Linked DNA regions of Triticum aestivum: region 2 is linked to region 1. A link is a contact called in public Hi-C data. All regions are on one chromosome and are shown on one strand. The core of a region is the stretch at or near the end of the contact, and the rest is flanking DNA. Distances in the headings are between cores, read along the strand shown.

The links. Hi-C and Micro-C count contacts between places; a contact is called where the count stands out from the background.
Region 2: a Hi-C map of leaf shows a contact between it and region 1, with 3 times the contacts expected there. The contact joins the promoter of LOC123119530 here to the promoter of LOC123119496 in region 1. A contact is called at or near these places in 2 of 5 Hi-C or Micro-C datasets (both in leaf).

The regions. Positions count from the first base shown.
Region 1 is chr1B:278,405,679-278,412,630 of IWGSC CS RefSeq v2.1, reverse strand. LOC123119496 reads left to right here and starts at 4,429. Exons shown (of 14, transcript XM_044539314.1): 1 at 4,429-4,824; 2 at 5,289-5,347; 3 at 6,550-6,658. The coding sequence starts at 4,671. LOC123119513 (rubisco accumulation factor 1, chloroplastic) reads right to left here and starts at 4,233. Exons shown (of 1, transcript XM_044539346.1): 1 at 2,437-4,233. The coding sequence starts at 4,124. The coding sequence ends at 2,706.
Region 2 is chr1B:279,383,841-279,390,932 of IWGSC CS RefSeq v2.1, reverse strand. LOC123119530 (E3 ubiquitin-protein ligase RZFP34) reads left to right here and starts at 3,512. Exons shown (of 11, transcript XM_044539378.1): 1 at 3,512-3,729; 2 at 3,800-3,887; 3 at 4,020-4,079; 4 at 4,843-4,875; 5 at 4,967-5,044; 6 at 5,120-5,163; 7 at 5,265-5,305; 8 at 5,405-5,487; 9 at 5,574-5,665; 10 at 5,765-5,876; 11 at 6,031-6,604. The coding sequence starts at 3,704. The coding sequence ends at 6,171.

The DNA of each region.
Region 1 (6,952 bases), core at 3,180-5,679:
GGGGTGACCACCTAGTCCCACTGAGCGCGATAGAGGTGGTTGAGCTCGGCCTCGATCATCTCCGGGGAGGCCACCCCATCGACCATCGTGACGACTGCCTGGAGGGAGGGGGAGGGGGGCAGCACATCAGGGACCTCGAGGTGGAAGAAGCCCAGCCCCTCGATGCCGTGGCCGTACATCATGAGCTCGGACACCACCGGACGGTCCGGGCACAGGAGGGCGGGGTGCCCAGGGTCTTTGCATAGGTAACAACACTGGGGTTGACGCATTCGACTTGCGAGTGGCCCTCCACCCCGCAATTGAAGCACGAAGAGCGGGGAAGGCCGAAGATGGGACCCGGAGCGGAAGAAGAGCCCGGAGCTGGAGGGGGAGGGGCGGGCTGGGCGCCACGCCCCGCGCCACGGCGCTTCTTCTTCTTGGCAGTGCCGGAACGCCCACGGGCAGGGCCCCCGCCCGGGACAGCAGCCGCGGCCGGCGTCGCGGAGGCCACCGCATGAGGCGGCACGTACCTCCATGTGGGAGGAGCCAGAGGCTGGGCGGGGGCGCGCGGAGAGGCCGACGAGAGGTCCGGGGCGGAGTGGAAGATCAGGCACGGCGGGGAGCGAGGGAGGGAGAGCGGCGCCGGGGGCGCCAGTCGCCCGAAGCAGCCGGACGGGGGGAGCGGGAGCGTCCCGCGCGTCGCAGCGACCCCGGGGAGCGGCGGTCATCGCGACGGCCCTCACGGAGGTCCCGCAGCTCGCGGCGGATCGCATCCGGCGACGGCCGGGGAGGGTCGCGGCGGTCGGACCAGTCGTCGGCACGACGCTTGTGTCGCACGCCGCCGTCGTCCCACTCCCGAGGCATCGAAGGCCGAGGCGCGGGAGGGGAGGGAGGCGGGGAGGGCACCGCACCGGTCGCCGGTCGGGAGGGAGAGGAGGGGGTGGCGAGCCGCAAGGGAGCAGGGGGGCTCGAGGAAGCAGGGGCGTCCGAGGAGGGAGAGGTGGCGGCAGGCGAGGGAACTGGGGGCAATGGGAGTCCACCCGGGAGTCAGATCGAGGGCACCGGAGCGCTGGGCCTAGGGCACCCAGGCATCCCAGCTCCCGTGGGCCGGCCCAGCTGAGGGGGAGGGGGCCCAGCAGGCGGGCGTCGAGGATGGGCCGGGCCGGGGCCCGGCACACCCGGCGCGGAAGGGTCCCGACCAAGCAGGCGGCGTGGACTGATCCCGCGTAGGGTTTCCCCAGCCGCGAAAGGCGCCGCTGCCACCGCCGGCGAGGCACTGGATCGAGCCGGCGACCTGCGAGATGCAGGGAGATAGGACTGGAAACGGAGGGCGGAGGAGCCAAAGGCTGCGATGAAGGGCCGGAAGGGCGACAACCGCCGCACCGGAGGCGAGGGTGCGGGCCGCTGCGAGCCGCGGGCGGCGTCAGGGGAGCCACCGGGCCGGCACCGGACACCGGACGGCACCAGGAGGAGCGGGCGTTCGAAGCGGCTAGCCACACCCCAAGCCCGAGCGCACCGGCAGCGAGCAGCCCCGAGCCTCAAAACCGCGCCTTGGCTCCAACCGGCCCGAGGCGAGCTCAAGGGCAGCACCGGCAACCGCGGCGGCCGCGAGCCGGTGGCAGAACCCCGCTCCTGTGGGGCTGAGCCACCGGCCCGGCTGGGCAGCCCGGTGCGGCGCGTGGAGGTAACGACAGGGAAGGTAGGGGCAGCTGGCGGAGGGAACGACGGCTCGTCGGCGAAGTCCGCCCAGCGCAACCGGGGGGCGGGGGGGGGGGGAGAGGGGGATGGAGGGGGTGAACGGCATCGGGGGCCGCAGCCGCCGGCGACGGCGGAGAGGACGGGGCGGCGGGAGCCGGGAAGGCGCAGGCGACTGGAGCACTGGCGAGGGCATCGGACGCCGCGGCCGGGGGCGCGTCGCCACGGGCGTCGCCAGGGGCCGCCATCAGCAACGTTCTTTCAAAATTCTCAGACATCAATATCTAGAAAAACACCATCACAAGAGTAATCCCTGCATGGTTTATCATGAAACTAGCATGGAATCTAGATCAGTAGCATAAGATCATCAATGGCCTTACGGAGAAATAGCAGGAGACGAACAAAGAAGAGGCTCTTGCTCCCATTATATGGTTTTGCCCCTTGCAGCCGGAGTAGTTACGAAGTAGTTTGAGTCCCTACTCATGTTTTCTCAATGCATCTCGGTCTCATGCAGGATTACTACACCATCTACTATCTTCCGTCCTTGCATGAAGGCCGTTTGAAATGGACGGACAATATGACCAGCTATTGAGTTTAACCTACTCGTAGCCACTCTGATGAAAATCTTAGAGCTAACATTAAGGAGTGGCATATGGGTCGGAACCGCTGAATCCATTCAGCCTCCTTAATATGAGTAATATCATTATTGCGCCGTCTTATCTTTGATTCAGACTCGGGGACTCAAATACTCGTCCGGGTACATAAGATGGAATTATGCAATTGATAAATCGTGTTTTGTAAGAATAATATGCGTGTATCTAACCAGCTGATTCAGCAAATATAAGCACTGACAGCAGTAGCAGCATCTAAAGCACTGCACCTGCCAAATTTCCTACGACTTGCAGAACAAAGAAGGAAAATTGCATTCTCTTATTCATGTACTGCTGTGAAGAGAAGCGGGGAAACCTTTTTACCAAACGAAAACGAAAACGAAAACGAAAGCATGTGCCAAAAACCCTCTCTAAAACTCTTTAGTCCCACTCGTCGCCGACGATGATGTCTTCCTCGTCTTTGGGTGGCCGGACGACGGTCACCACCTCCGCTGCGGCCTGGCTAATGCCTTCCTCCAACAACTTCTTGCCCCTCTCCACCACCAGCTTCCCTCCCTTCTCCAGCACGTATATCCCCTCGTCCACCACCTCCTTCCGTTTCCGGTCGGCCACCACCAGCACTCTCTCGTTCTCCGCCGACCGCCACGGCATCACCCGCCCGTCCGCCAACTCGATCACCACCGCCTCGTCGGCCACCGCCATGACGGGGGCCCAGCCCGGCAGCACGGCCCAGCGCGCCCACCCCTTGTCCACCTCCACGATGCCGAGGTCCGCGTCCGTCTGGCTCCTCCTCGGCGCGAGGTCCACGGCCTTGACGCCGTCTGTTTCTTTTACCACCGGCAGCAGCAGCACGATGGACGCCTCAGAGATCTCGCCGTACATGAGCCGCACCACCGGCACCGCGGGCCGTGCGTCGACTTCGGCCTCGAGCTCCTCCACCTCCTCTCCGGCGGCCTTCTTGATGGCCTTCTCAATCTCGAGCTCCACCCGCGCCCTGGCCGACTCGGTCTCGACCACGTCGAGCGAGCGCTCGAGCTCGGGGATGCGGTCCTCGTTGGCGATGGCCTCCCGGGACAGCCGGAAGCGCGCGTACGCGAGGCAGTCGCCGGCGGAGTGCCTGTCGAAGGCGTCCCATCCTTCGTCGCCGCGGCGCTGCGGGAAGTCCTTCATGGAGCGCGCGAGCTCGCGCACGCCCTTGGACTCGAGGCGCCTCTCGATGGTGTGCTTGGTGGCGACGATGCGCTGGCGGGCGTTGAGGAAGCGGAGCTCGTACAGGAGGTCGGGCCCGCCGTAGGAGTCGAAGTAGTGTAGGAGATCGTCGGGGAAGTCGTCGGAGATGAGGGAGTCGCGGACCTGGGAGGCGACGACGAGGCGGTTTTGCTCGACGCCGGACATGCCGGTGGCCTCCTCGATGGAGGCCGGGGTGAAGCCCTCGCGGGAGAGGGAGGAGATGAGGGGCGCGTACTCGTACCAGCGGCCCATGCGGTCGCGGAGCACGGCGAGGCGCTCAGTGAGGTCGAGGTTGCGGTAGTTCTCCGGCAGGGGGTTAGGCGGCGGGTGGAAGGGCTGGTACAGCTGGCCCGGCGGGGCCGTCGGTGGCGGGGTGCGGGGGAGCATTCCACCGCCACCGCCACCGCCGCGGCCGCCGCCTCCGCCGCTGCCAGGGAGGATGAGCTTGCCGCCGTTCGGGGGGCTGCCCCGGGGCCCACCGCCTCCGGGGAGGATGAGTGCGGCGATGGTGTAGGTGCATCGACGGCGGCGGTGGTGGGCGGTGGAGAGGGGCTTGCGGTGGCGCGGGCCGGTAGAGGCCGCCGGGTGGGGGTGGGAGACGGAGAGCATGGTGGTGATAAGGTGAAGGGAGGAGCGCAGAGGAAGCAGGGGAGCTTATCTCATCTGCTCTCGTCTCGGGGAGGGAATGGCAGAGGAACGGGGTTCGGTTAAGTCGTTGATTCGGGCCTGAACGCGCCAAATTCAACCGGTCCGCGGACCATCGCACGGCTCTAACCACCAGAACGGAGCCGATTACCGCCATAACACCGGGTTTTGGGGTCACCAGCATCCGCCTGGGAAGGCATTAGATCCGTATAAACTAGCGCGACCAAGACTAGTGCTGTGTGGCACTGCTCGCCGTCGCTTTCCCCCACCTCCTTTTCCCCACGCGGTAGCGGTACAAGAAGAATAAAGGCCTTGTGGGAAAAAAAAGACACTGAAAGCCCAACCCTCCCATCCTCTCTTCTCCTCTTCCTCCAGTCTCCCGATCTCCGCAGCAGTCGCGAGGGTTTAGAGCTCGTAGGGTTCACGCCTTGCGTTGTGCACTGTGCTGTGGTGCCAGGTAGGTTGTGGACTTGGCGGGCCTGGTCGCGTGCAGTGCGCCGTCCCACTCCCATGGCGGCGCCGTGGTGGGCGGCGGCGCTGGTGACGCTGGGCGTCGTAGGGTTGGCGGCGGGTCCCCGGGGTTGCGCCGCGCAGCCGGTGGTGCTGACCAGCTACGCCCAGCCCAAGCTCTCGCTCAGGCCCTACGACTGGACCTACCTGCGCGGTGAGAGATTGAGTCGCTGCTGCTGCTTGCTTGGGTTTAACCTGTTGTTACTATACTACTACTAGTATATTACTACTATATTAAAATAGTGTGACCGATCTGTGTCGCAGAATCCCTCTCTTCTTCGTTTTTACCTTTCTCCGGAGATTAAATGCTCGTTTGATACCAGATTCTGTGTGGTTTACCATTTCCTCGCGCCCCGACCCTTGGGCTGGGAGAATTTTCATGTGCCACGTGCCACGTGTTTGGGTTACTTGAATTTCGAAATTCAACGCCTATGCCTCTGGTTTTACTTTGCCTGCTCCACTGAGTGTTTGCTTGTTAGTAAATACGTATTTCTTTCTCATTGAGGAACAATTGACGCATATAATTCGTATTTGTTTTGACTCATGTATCTAGTAACTATACCTGAATTTGTCCCACGTGGTTTGATTTTTTTTTATCTTTGCTTTCCTTACTAGCAGTTGACTTGCCGGCATCATTTTCTTCTATCACCATGAACTTTGCAACCGACAGAGATATTGTAAGTGAAAGACTCTGGTCTTCTTCTGTGAGTTATATTACTCTACTTTTTTTCCTCACAATAATAGTACTGTAATTTGTTTATGTGTGGGTGAGCTATGCTGGCTTGTCTTCTCAGAGTGGAGTGGCAATGTTGGTGACTTAAAAAATGCTTCATCACTAGCAGACAGCAATACTAGCTGAACAATCAAGACATTATGTTCTTTTCATGCTCATCCTAGTTCACGTTATACATACGTATTTCAAGATGTTGAGACCGCTTATGTATAAAGGGCCTTTGGAATGCAGAGATATGAATAACATAGGATCGAGATATAATGGCTTGTTTGTCTCAAAAAAAGAAGAAGATATAATGGCTTGTTGAATGCTGCAGAAACGCAAACACATAAATTTACAAATATGGTTATTTAGAAATATGCTAGATGTAAGATTCTTTCCATGAGGTCTATGTTCGAGTTAAAATCCCTCCAAAATTCCTGTGGATCGAGCCATTCTGTAGGTATTTCACTGGATTCCTGCATGCTCATTCCTTTGTTCTAAATTAAAATTTCCTACGCCATTCCAATCCTCCAAAATCTCTATAATCGAAAAATGCCTTAAGTGTCCATCTACAATTTGTACATAGTCCAAATTTTTTTTATATCATGCTTTCAAGACAATGCGATGATGGAAGGGTGATCAATATGTTTTTTACCCCCCCCCCCCCCCCTTCCCTGTATAACATCGTAAATATTTTGTACACCATTAAATATTTATACACTGCCGGAGTCTTCCATACTGGCCTGTCTGGAATGGACGTAATATTTGTGTGGGCATCGGTATTTAGTTCAAATTTGTATGAAATACCGATGGACACACAAATATTACATCAATTTCAAGTAGGTCCTACAGTTTTCCATAAAATAATTACTGGTTTGGTTTAGTTTTACATTTGATAGTTAGTAGAACCTGAATGGTAGAAAAACACTGTAGCTGGATGTTTTGTATGTGCGGTGGTGATCGAATGAAACAAAAACACCTCTATGCTTCAAATAAAGCTAGGTAGTGATGCATCATGCATTCATGCATGACATTGTGAGCTGAAAGATTCTGTTTTTTGAACCTTTTAAATTTTAACAGCATTACTTGTTTATTCCCTATTTTTGAGCATAGGTGCAAACCGACTTATGCACAGCTTGTGCAATGTTTCTTTAAATAATGCAGCCCAGGGAGCACTTAAAAGATCTTCCGAAAAGTGATCTTGCTATCATCTGTTTGATGATTGCCAACCCTCCTATTCCTGATACATCTGATTATTATTTGGACAATTTATGTGAGTGCCATATACATTTTCTCATGTGATGACATACTTTACTACTTTATCTATTTTAACAATCTTGTATACCTACACAATTGCGGTGAACTAGTTGAAGATGTGCTATATACGGTTCATGACCATAGTCTTCAAACTGAAAGTGATCTAACTTGTACTAAAATATTGTGAAGCCAATCATATTTGATGCTATTATTTTGCTTGAAAGTCCATCACGAATTTATTGCAATGAGTGAGAAAATTAAAACAATGATGTAACAGGTAGATAAAAATTTCAAGATACTGCAGTTATGA
Region 2 (7,092 bases), core at 2,263-4,762, 980 kb before region 1:
GAGTCGCGCGGTGGAGTTGGCTTAACCGCCGTCATCCTAATCCGCATCCAGGCACGGCGCTGTCCGAACTGGTCCGGGGCCGACCTCCCCTCCCGCTGACCCTGGGAAACCATCCCATTCCGTTTCCGTGGGCGCGTATTGCTGCTGCCAACTTGCATTATTTTTGTTGATATACGGATGGTGATTGACGGGTTGATAGGCTCCAGCTCACGTCTAAGTGCAGCAGCATCACCCATCGGACAGTACTAGCCCATGACATTGAAATAATTTATAATTTCATGCCTGTAATAACAGTAATAATAGTAGTAATAACAGTGACCAAGTCGTGAGGGAGGAGCAACAGGTTTGCTTCGATCATATCGTTAAATAAAAGATGATAAAAGAGTTGACATGTGAGCGAATTTATGGTTATGTCCACTGCATCTCAAAGGGAAATTCCTTTCTTTAAAAGAAATCTTCTAGGGTAGAGTCTTCATTTTTCATTATACGGAGTAAGTATTGAAGTTGGGTTCACGTCATGGAAAGAAGGTGGCGGCCATCCCATATGTTGGAAGTTGGAACACAAACAAAACTTCAAGTCGTGAATGCCAAAAAACATGTTTGCAATATTCCTGCAGATTATAGGCCTATTAGTCTATGTAACGTTGTCTACAAAATTATTGCTAAATCCCTTGCGAACAGGCTTAAACCACATCTCCCTGGCTATATTCATCCCTCTCAACAAGCATTTATTGAAGGAAGGAGAATTAGTAACAATATAATCATAGCTCAAGAAATCACTCACTCCTTTGCACTCAAGTCTTGGAAAACTCCTGCTTTCATGCTTAAAATTGATCTTGCCAAAGCCTTTGATCGTCTAGAATGGAAATTCATTATTGGCGCTTTGGCACATAAAGGGCTACACAATCATTTCATCAATCTCATTTATGCCTGCATTTCTACTCCAGTTTTTTCCGTTATCATAAATGGCCAAGAATATGCTAAATTCAAAAGTAGCAGAGGCATAAGACAAGGTTGTCCACTCTCTCCATATCTCTTTGTCCTTGCAATTAATGAATTATCTGTCTCCTTGCAGGAAGCTATGAAACATAACCATCTTTCAGGTATTTCCCTTAGACCAAACTGCCCCCCTATCCACTCTCTCATGTTTGCGGATGATCTTCTTGTTTGTGGCCAAGCTACGCTCCAAGAAGCCACTATTATGAGTCAACTCATTCAATCTTTTTGTGCTAGATCTAGCCAGATCCCAAATTGGAATAAATCTGGAATTCTATTTAGCAAAGGTGTAGACAGCAGCATTCAGCAAGCTATAAAAAACATCTTCCCTGTTGTTTCCATTGATAATAACTTCATTCATCTAGGGCATCCTCTCATTCTGCCAGCAAAAGATAGATCCTCTGCCTATAATTTTATAGTTGATAAATTCAAAGCCAAACTCCCTACTTATAAGGCCACCAAACTCTCTCATGCCGGTAGGCTCACTCTTATAAATTCCGTGTTTGCTTCCATCCCTATATATTACATGTCCAATATTCTTTTTCCCAAGAAGTTCCTAGCCAAACTCACTTCAATTATTAAAAACTTCTGGTGGGCAGGAGTTAGAGAGGAAACTAATGAGAGATCTCTTTGCCTCAGGGCTTGGAGAGACATTTGCTTCCCTAAGAATGAAGGAGGTTTAGGCATAAAAAACTTACAAGCCACCAACAAAAGCCTAATCCTTGCAGCTGCCTGGAGGATAGCAGAAAATCCTAATAGCCATATCTCAAAAGTTTTGCAGTCTAAATATTTCCCGGATCTTCCCTTTGGAGAGCTAACCCAAACATCCCCAAATCTTCCTTTTGGACTTCAATCATCAAAGTTAGGCCAATGCTCATCAACAATTCTTTTTACCAGATTACAAAAGGCAATATTTCTCTTTGGAGCTCTCCTTGGTTCAACTCATGGGAAAATATTTATGATCATCTTGTTATCCAAAATAATGATTTTAAATACCCGGCACTAGTTAAAGATCTCTGGCTTCCTAATCACAAAATGTGGAATCACAATTTTATTGATATGCTATTTGACCAAGACACGGCTGTAATTATAAAGCAGGTTCCAATTATTCAAGCTGAAGATGATGATATTTTGTGCTGGAAACTAACTCCAACAGGGAAATTCAACACAAAAAATGCATACAAACTTTGTCTACAGGTGATGAGGGAAGAGGGGGAGCCACAACCTAGAGCTCTAGCAGACAATACTAAGGAACTTCTAAAGCAAGTTTGGAAAGCCAAAGATATTGCTCCAAGAATCCAAACTTTTGCCTGGAGACTAATTAGAAAAGCTCTGCCAACGAGGAAAAGAGCAAGTAAACATTCTAAATATATCAGTACCCGTTGTGCTAGATGTGGGTTGGAAGAAGATGATATGCACATATTGTTTACTTGTCCGTTTGCTAGAGCAGCCTGGTTTGCCAAACCTTGGTACATAAGATCTGATTTACTAATTCAAAATTCTGATTCTCTAGCTTCCATTATTATGAGTTTTGCTAGTTCAGATCACCCTTATGCTACTTTAAGCAATAATTTTTACATTCATGTGGTGCTTATGGAAAGCAAGGAATGATATACTCTTCCAGAGAAAAGATGTGTCTCCTTTCCAGATCTTTTTTGTAGCACATGCTATCACAAATAGCTTATCTTTAGAAGTAAGGACATTAAAACAGAGAAAGATAACCACTGAAAATCACATGATAAATTCTCAGGAGAAAGAAAATCAGAGACAGGGAATTACGATTGATAGTATCATGCTTCCAGATTCAGTCAAAATTTACACAAATGCAGCCTGGCATGAACTAAGAAATTTTGACACTATTGAAAGTGTAAGAACAGGAATTGGTATTTTTTTGCAGGTACATCAGAGAGACCAAAAGATGGAAGCTACAATCTCAGCGACTATTGAACACTCACAATCAACAATTCAAGCAGAGGCACATGGAATCAATCTAGCGGCAATCATTATCAACATGCTAAATATTCAACAAGCAGCCATTTTAACGGACAATCTTACTCTTGCAAAAGCAGCAGCAACAAGATCTCCTAATTCTCAACCTGGACACTGGCAAATAAGGAGCATTCTGACAAACTTCTGTAATAACAATGCAACAAAACAGGTTCAGGTGTTTCATATTCCTAGAAGTCATAATTGTGAGGCTCATGTAGCAGCCAAGTTAACTCAGTCTCAGAATATATTTCCTGAACAGAGTTTTAGGATAAGCTGTTGTAATGTTCAGCATAAAAAATGGCATTGCCCCCTAATTCAAATCATTGCAGACATTGCTAATCAGGGATATGTCATTACCCATGTAAACTGCAGATAAATGAATGTATGTTAGGCGCCTTGTGCGCCTTTCTCTTGTTCAAAAAAAAAAACTTCAAGTCGTGAATGAAATGAAAAAACAAAGAAGCTGGTCCAGGTCCAGCCCCCCTCCGCCTATATATCCGGCCCGCGTCCCGCGCTTCTCCTCCAACACGCGCAGCACAGGCTACCCATTCTTTCTTATTAATTCCCGCCGGGCGCGTGCGCGTGCGCGTGAGCGGACGGACGGCAGCGAGCCTCTCCCGGACTCCGATTCCTTCCTCCTTCCTTCCGGCGGAGCTGATCGCCTCTCCTTCTCCTCTCCCAGAGAGGAAACCCGGAGGAAGCAGAGACGGCCGGACAGATGGATTTGGGGGCAGAGCAGCACGGGTAAGCAAATCAAATCAAACCAACCAGCTTTTCGGTTCGAGGCCACTGATTCGATGGTTTCCGGGTGAAGCTGCGAGCATTACACGAGGAGGTGCAGGATACGGGCGCCCTGCTGTGGCGAGGTCTTCGGCTGCCGGCATTGCCATAACCAAGCTAAGGTCTGCATAGAGTGCCTTTTTCCTTTCTCGCCAACGCCAAACGCCAACGCCATGCCGCGCGATTTCGCGGTCGGTCGGTCGGGCTGTGCTCTGAATTCGGACATTTGGGCCTGTTTGTGTTGGTTGCTGCAGAATTCGCTGGAGGTGGACCTCCTCGACCGGCACGAGATCCCCCGCCACGAAATCAGCAAGGTGTGTGCTCCTCCCTTAGCCCCATCTGTTACTTAATTCTATCTCGGTCATTCCGTGTTTTGCTGTATGCCTTCGACCTTCTTTTTCTTCCTCCTCCTCCACTTGGGTACCGGCGGTAGAATTGCAATCCCACTTGCTCACTCCCTTCCAATCCGATGGTTATGGCTGTGCACGCATGGACAGTTCCAAGGCACCAACTGCCATGCAGTGGCCAAGGGAGCCCGGTCGCCCATCCCAAAGATCTTTTTTTCGCCCCGTTTCGTCAGATAACTGATAAGGTTTATCTTGGATGACCCGCCGGGTCTTGATATTTCTGTTTTATATTCCGATTCTCGCCATCAAGATCGGCGCAAGTGGCCGGCCGGCGTGGTCATCGACTCCACATGATTGTTAGGTAGGTCCATGCGGATGCGACGATGTGTCGGCGTCACCACAACGGAGGCGGCTCGGAGAAAGGGGAAAGTGGAAGAAATGGAAAAGACAAAGGATACTTCGCTGTCAATCAAGATTAATTTCGATTTAACGGCACTTCACTGATTGAGCTGGCGCATAATTGAAGGGCATGATTGCATCCGGTAGCCATGTAGCTAGCTAGCTCCACCATGTGTCCATGTCCACCACCTCTCTGGTCACATAATTATATTGAGCAATTATAGTGGACTTCTTATTCTCTCTTTTTTCTCTCAACGGAAAACACTAGTCAGTAGGAATCATATGAACTCACATAGTTACTAAAGCTATTCTACTTTGTGATGTATCACAGGTTATCTGCTCTCTCTGCAACAAAGAACAGGATGTACGTGTAGTTCTACAGTAACTTTCACCTTTTGACTGTACTAATTGCATGACATGACATGACATGAAAACTGCTCCGTTTGGATCAACAGGTGCAACAGAACTGCTCCGGTTGTGGGGCATGCATGGGAAAATACTTCTGTGAAAAATGCAACTTCTTTGACGATGATGTACGTGTAATTCCACAGTCACTCTATTAAGCATTTTCATTTTCGATGTCTGACAGCTATGTTACCTTGTTACAGATCTCAAAGAAGCAGTACCACTGCGATGGATGCGGCATCTGCAGGCAAGTGCCTAATTTACGGTCATCCTTCTTTTCGTCGAAACGTTTACTGATTTTCTCTTCCAGAATGATCAAATGTTGGATACATTGTTCTCCTTTTTCAGAACTGGCGGCATGGACAATTTCTTCCACTGCGAAAAATGCGGTGCGTTGGGTGTGAAAGTTACTGCGTTGTAAGCTTTTCATGGCATGTCTCTCCATTAAAGATGGCTCTAATAGTAATCATGCCCTTGTTCACTGACAGGGTGTTGCTACAGCAATGTTTTGAAGGACTCTCATCATTGTGTGGAACGAGCAATGCATCACAACTGCCCTGTCTGCTTCGAGGTGACGCTTTGCTGTAATCCATGCCCTAAACACTCCTGATTTTGCAATTCTTGATTTGTAAAGACAACCATGCTTTTGAATCGCAGTATCTATTTGACTCGACCATGGACATCAGCGTACTGCACTGCGGGCACACGATCCATTTGGAATGCCTGAACGAGATGAGGGTTCATCACCAGTAAGCATTTCTTCAGACAACTGTTTGTTCGCATGAAATGGACGAGAGGGTCTGATCTGATCAAGATGCTTGCTTGGTTGGTTGGTTTGTTTTCCCCAGCTTCGCGTGCCCGGTCTGCTCACGGTCGGCCTGCGACATGACGGATGCATGGCAGAAGCTCGACCAGGAGGTCGCCGCCACGCCCATGCCAGAGTTCTACCAGAAGAAGATGGTAAGCAACTTTAATAAGATGGCCGCATGCATCGTTCTGATGAAGAGGCCGGGGGTAATCCTTCTTTTCAAAAAAAGAAAAATATGTAACCATCTTGCCAATGCTGGAACCTGAACAAACAGTGATGTGTTTCTTCTTCTTCTTCTTCTTCCAGGTATGGATCCTTTGCAACGACTGCGGGGCGACGTCGAGCGTGCGCTTCCATGTCCTGGCGCAAAAGTGTCCTGGGTGCAGCTCCTACAACACCAGGGAGACGAGGGGCGGCCCGGCTACAGCGGCGTGCTCCAGAGTCTGAGCGCCTGGAGGAGACGACAGTACAACAGACACTACTCACTCATAGTCACAGCTGTGACACTATCCAGGATCTGGTCAAGATGATGGGGGCATTAGAGCTAGCTTGTAGGTTGAAGCTGCTAGTGCTTGCTGCAGTAGGAAGCACAGGAGAGTGTCGCGTCTCCTCTGTGAACAAGCCAGGAATTGCTTGCCGTCGCCGACAGGGAGGCCGTCGCGATTGCTCATCGCAATTCGAAGAACAACGAAACTCGCTGCGCTTGCATAAATCCGGAGGAATGATTTACCGCTTGTCATGGTGCGCTTGATCATCCCCTCTGATAGGTATGAGCTGTTGTGTGGTACATGAGCCTGTCTAGAGAGCTCCTGTAAGGCTATGAAACAATTACACACCAGAAAGAAAACTTGTTCTTCTTTCTTTTAGAACTCCATTGCTACTTCGATGTCTACAAGCACCAGATTGCACCATGCACTGATGCACCCCAAAACATGCTTCTGTGATCTGTATGATTTTCTCATTGCTTGCATGAAGCAGAAATGTTTGTAACAGTATCGAACTTCAAAAAATAAATACGGGCCAGTATTCTAGAAATACACGGGCCAGCATAGTAGGCCTTGTTTTCACTGCCCATGCAAGGCCTAACTAACTATTTCTTCTACACTGGGCCACTCCGAAATCACTAATTAAGGAGTACTCTTTGCGGAGATCACTCCAACTCCCCCAGGTTGCGACAAGTGGCGCGCTGCATGTGTGCCATTTGTTGCAACCTGTGAGTTTTCCTTTTTTTCTAGATCCGTTTATTCAAAATGTTTTATCTCTTAAACCATGCGTTCAAATCTCGAACCGCTTTCACTATTGGATTCCTCGCGTCGAGATCTTCAAAACTAGATCCCATGTTGATAGGTTTTGACGAACTTTTTTTTT